2 separate regions of the Sus scrofa genome follow, and region 1 is linked to region 2. The links are chromatin contacts, called in public promoter capture Hi-C maps. All regions are on one chromosome and are shown on one strand. The core of a region is the stretch at or near the end of the contact, and the rest is flanking DNA. Distances in the headings are between cores, read along the strand shown.

The links. Promoter capture Hi-C pulls out the DNA fragments that hold promoters and counts their contacts.
Region 1: a contact with region 2 is called in a promoter capture Hi-C map of liver, with 10 times the contacts expected there. The contact joins the promoter of FUBP1 here to the promoter of IFI44L in region 2. A contact is called at or near these places in 1 of 5 promoter capture datasets (liver), 2 of 47 Hi-C or Micro-C datasets (embryonic fibroblasts and liver) and 1 of 2 datasets of contacts at active chromatin or transcription factors (alveolar macrophages).

The regions. Positions count from the first base shown.
Region 1 is chr6:135,280,197-135,282,896 of Sscrofa11.1, forward strand. FUBP1 (far upstream element-binding protein 1) reads left to right here and starts at 1,278. Exons shown (of 20, transcript XM_021096436.1): 1 at 1,278-1,579. The coding sequence starts at 1,460. It overlaps DNAJB4 (dnaJ homolog subfamily B member 4), which reads right to left and starts at 1,180. Exons shown (of 3, transcript XM_021096446.1): 1 at 848-1,180.
Region 2 is chr6:134,677,784-134,680,483 of Sscrofa11.1, forward strand. IFI44L (interferon-induced protein 44-like) reads right to left here and starts at 1,429. Exons shown (of 9, transcript XM_021096421.1): 1 at 1,276-1,429. The coding sequence starts at 1,415.

The DNA.
Region 1 (2,700 bases), core at 28-2,527, 600 kb after region 2:
AAAAAGATAATCAGAGCTATAAATGGATAGGATGGTAAGAAAAGCTCATTAGAGGGAAATGATGCCCCACGTGTATCTCTGTGCATGTAACTGCTTGGTTATCTGACTTATTTTAGTCCTTGAGCAAGTGAACCCAGTAATTTTAAGTATCAAGAAGACTGCAGCACACAGTTCTCTCTACTCATCACCAGCAATGGGACAAGTACACTTTGAAACCTAATTCACAAAACCCAAAACACTTTACTTGGTAAAGTTCACTTTACCTCATTCTTTGTCCCCTCAAAGGAAAGAATTTAGGGGTAAAAAATCACTGCGATCGACTCCTAAAGCATCCTAATGAGTCTGAAACTACTACCATTAAATTATATGCTACGACATGAGCTGAAGGTCTGAAGGAACGTCGGAAATTACCCAGTAACTGAAGTAGATAACAGAAAATACAAATAATAACAATCGTCATCATCATCTAGCCCTGGGACGGCAATACAACACATTATATTTGAAATCTCACAGGCTGCAGCTGGGGAAAACTATTTCTAAGAAGCCATATGGTCAATTTTGGTCAGGAAATGGATGCTGTTCTCAACTTCAAGGAGCTCAGTAAAAGTGGCCAGGGATACGTACACACACACTAGGTTACAAAACCTGTTTAAAACTGAGTTTTAGGAACAATCACGGTAAGGTAAAGAAAAAGGCAATCATAACCTCAGAGCCTCACTCACATTATTTGCACAAAACCTTCGAAATAAGCTCCAGAACTAAGGCCCCCACCCTGAATTCATCCCCTCTTGTGATAAAACTAAGAAATCTGACAATCTACAAGTAAAATACAGGGACACTTTACTACCCTGAAAATCACGCCGCGTTCCCGCTAGGCCGGGCAGACGTCTTCCGGAGCATCATCGCGCCGCGTAGCTCGCCCAATTCTCCCAGGTGCACTTCTGGAGGCAGCGCTCTCAAGAGTCACTGTTGCGCTGTCGTTACGCCTATCGACGTCATCCCTTCCCCGTGGATACACTGCACGACCCTCGGAGGGAAACCCACCCACACTACTTCCCTGAGCCGGCGACTGATAAGAAACTACTCCTTTTCTTCGGGCTTTCCAAAACTCGAACCATTGGCGCCCGCACTGCCAGTCTTACCCACCGCCCCCGTGTGACCACCGCACAACTTCAACCTAAGAACACAAAGAGGAGGTGCCTAAAGGACCCCCATTCTCGCGAAACCTAAAGACAATTCTCGCGACATCTCGCTGCCTTCGCCCTCCCCAGCCCCACCCCCATACCAGCTCGTAGCCTCAAAACACCGCGAGATTTTCTCCTTTCAGTCTCCGCCCCTTTACGGCACGATGGTCGCACAAGAATGTGATACAGCCTCGACGGCCGCCATTTTCTTTCTTTCTTAGCAGTTGGCAGAGGGGTCTCTACGAAGAAGCGGTAGCGGCCACTGTAGTGTAAGCATGGCAGATTATTCAACAGTACCTCCACCCTCCTCTGGCTCAGCTGGTGGTGGAGGCGGCGGCGGCGGCGGTGGAGGAGTTAACGATGCTTTCAAAGATGCGCTGCAGCGAGCCCGGCAGGTAAGTCAGGACCGCGCGGCGGGATCCCGATAGCTCACGGTAATTGGCCGCTGGCTGAGTAGGCCGCTACTTCGCGCCTGAGCGAGAGAAGTGCCCTTCCGGGCTCTGAATTGTGAGAAGTCTCCCGTTTCCCCACGTTGGTGTTGCCGACGAGAGGCTGGAATTCGGTTTTGTGTCCTCGGCGTTTAAGCCACTTGGAACCCCGACGCGAACTACGCGAAGATGGCTTTAGGTTTTTCTCCCGCTTCTGCGGCACTCACGCTTTTTTCTCCAAGGAGTTAAGATTTCCTTTTTCTCAGAGTGAACATCATCCTCCATGGGATAAAGCGCGCGTAGTTTTACACAATAGTGTGGAAGCTTCTGGTAATGAGTTTGGCAAAGGACTAGGGTCCGTCCGCAGGAGCCATAGTAAGGAAAGGTATCTGTCATTAAAGCATTTTTTAGACTTTCCAGCCCATTCGAGCTCTCTCGCAATTAATCTTTCGGTGGCCATAAGCTTTCACACCTACAAGAATTATGAGAGCACTGGTATCCCGGGTTGGAATCCCTCCTCAGGGCGGGATTGACTTGTCTTCTACCGTTCCTTCTCTCTTATTTCTCAAAATGGCTTCAGGCCCATTATACCCGAAGTTTCAATTTGAATCTACCTCTCAGTTCGGAGTCGTAAACTGAGCAGACCTCTTTGTATTACGTAGGTGCGTACATTTGCCCTGAAGTCACTTCTTTCCTAAGCGAAAGCTGTTTTAAAAAAAAGTATGTTGTGCTCCAGGATGTAATTTGAACTTTGCCTTCGTTAAATTCCCTTAATATAATTGTAACTTTAGAATATTGTTGGTGTGGACTTGGTGTTTAAGCAACAGTAAGAATCTTGTTAAGACCCAATGCACATTAGGTGCTAGACGCTTTTTGAGTAGGCTGTTAAACTAATGGTAATCAGAAACTAATCTTGTGGTGTATTTTCATTGCATTAGAAGTTGACTTCCTTAACCTACTTTTCACCCTCCAGTTGGTTAAAGGATTGTTTGAGTCAAAATCCATAAAATCTGTAGTAATGTAGCAAATTGCCCGTACTTTTATAGTATGAACATATTAATAAAAATGTACCTGTGCTTGTTTATAAT
Region 2 (2,700 bases), core at 179-2,678:
TTAAAAAGTACTTACAATAAAAGATATAAAAGTAGACTTTAAAACATACATATCCTATAAATATTATTCAACATATATAAAGAATTTCTTTTAAAAAATAAGAAAACCTCACACAACCTGAAAAAATTAGTCCAAGTATGTGATGAGAAAATTCACAAATGAAGCAACTCAAATGGGCTATAAACCTATGAAAAAATATTCAAGCATTCTAGTGACAAGGAACTGTAAATTAAATAATAGTAGGATATCATTTCACATCAAACATCCAGTGATACTAATACTTGACCAGGATATAGAGATTCAAGAGTATTTACATTGTCCTAATGGGCAGGTATCATTTTGGAAAGTAAGCATATTCATAGCAGCATTGTATATGGTGACATTAGAAGAGTTGATGTACAGGAGTTCCCGTCATGGTGCAGGGGAGATGAATCCGACTAGGAGCCGTGAGCTTTCGGGTTTGATCCCTGGCCTCGCTCAGTGGGTTAAGGATCTGGCATTGCTGTGAGCTGTGGTGTAGGTCAGAGGCGGCTCGGATCTGGCATTGCTATGGCTCTGGCGTAGGCCGGTGGCAACAGCTCTGATTGGACCCTTAGCCTGGGAGCCTCCATATGCTGCCGGTGCAGTCCTTAAAAAAAAAAAAGAAAAAGAAAAAAAGAAAGAAAAAAAAAAAAAAAAAGAGTCGAGGTACAAATTTTGGCATATTTATACAATGAGATACTAAAGAGCATTCAAGTGACTGAACTAGACCTATTTGTATCAACATGGATAAAGCTCAGAGTTGATCTTGACTGGAGAAAAACAAGTTGAGAATGATATTATTAGTATGATACCATATATAAACTGTTAACATACAAAGCAGAGGTCATATTTAGATACATACAGATGGTAAAAGCATAAAAACATGCAAGACAATAATTTATACAAAAGCCTGGATAGCGTTTTTCCCTCTAGGAAGGAGGCAAAAACAAGAGAACATCAGGAGAGACTCATAGATAATGTCACACCAGTTCACAACACTTTTGTTTTTAAGGGGGAAATAACTATTCTAATTAAATAAAGCAAATCATTTTAAAAACTCTGATAGAACTGTATAAGATTACAGTAGAGTTCATTTTTTCTCTACAGTTTCCTGTGTTGGAAACATTCACTAAAAAACAAAACAAAGAGGAAAGTGTGATTATACTAGTGATTTCACTCTGTTTTCCAAGAAAGAACAAGCAACTTTCTTCACTGCACAACTAGGAGACATTGCCTGGTGGGGAAGTCACTTACCTGTTTTCAGAGTTGGATGGGGCGTAAATGGAGTATTCTCTGCTCTGATTTATGGAGCAGCCACGGTTTGGTGATGGTTCTGCTGAGATCAGGGCTGCCTGTTTCAAAGAAAGGAAAGTGAAACTCAAAGTGACAAACATATCACAACACAGCACGCCCTCTACTGATAAGTTTCGTTTTCTTCTTTTTTTTTTTTTTTCCTATCTTTTTTTGCCTTTTGTAGGGCCGCTCCCGAAGCATATAGAGGTTCCCAGGCTAGGGTCTGAATTGGAGCAATAGCTGCTGATCTACACCACAGCCACAGCAATGCCATATCCGAGCCGTGTCTTCAACCTACACCACAGCTCACTGCAACACTGGATCCTTAACCCACTGAGTGAGGCCAGGATTGAACCTGCAACCTCATGGTTCCTAATCAGATTCATTTCTACTGCGCCACGATGGGAACTTCTTTCTTCTTTTTTTTTTTATCTTTTATTTATATATATATTTTTTTCTACTGTACAGCATGGTGACCCAGTTACATTTACATGTATACATTCTTTTTTCTCACATTACGTGTTCCATCATAAGTGACTAGACAGAGTTCCCAGTGCTACACAGCAGGATCTCATTGCTAATCCATCCCAAAGGCTACAGTCTGCATCTATTTACCCCAAGCTCCCAGTCCCTCCCACTCCTCCCCTTCCCCCTTGGCAACCACAAGTCTATTCTCCAAGTCCATGATTTTCTTTTCTGTGAAAGTTTCCTTTGTGCTATATATTATATTTCAGATATAAGTGTTATCATATGGTATTTGTCTTTTTCTTTCTGACTTACTTCACTCAGGATGAGAGTCTCTAGTTCCATCCATGCTGCTACAAATGGCATTATTTTATTCTTTTTTATGGCCAAGTAGTATCCATTGTGTATATATACCACATCTTCCTGATGCAGTCATCTTATCAGTGGACATTTGGGTTGATTCCATGATTGGCTATTGTGAATAGTGCTGCAATGAACATGCAGGTGCATGTGCCTTTTTCAAGGAAACTCTTGTACGCATATATGCCCAAGAGTGGGATTGCTAGGTCATATGGTAGTTCTATGTATGGTTTTCTAAGGTGCCTCCAATACTGTTCTCCATAGTGGCTGTACCAGCTTACATTCCCACCAACAGTGCAGGAGGGTTCCCTTTTCCCCACACCCCTCCAGCATTTGTTATTTGTGGACTTATTAATGATGGCCATTCTGACTGGTGTGAGGTGGTATCTCATGGTACTTTTGATTTGCATTTCTCTAATAATCAGTGATGTTGAGCATTGTTTCAAGTGCTTGTTGGCCATCTGTATATCTTGCTTGGAGAAATGTCTATTTAGGTCTTTTGCCCATTTTTCAATTGGGTTGTTGGTTTTTTGCTGTTAAGATGTATAAGTTGTTTGTATA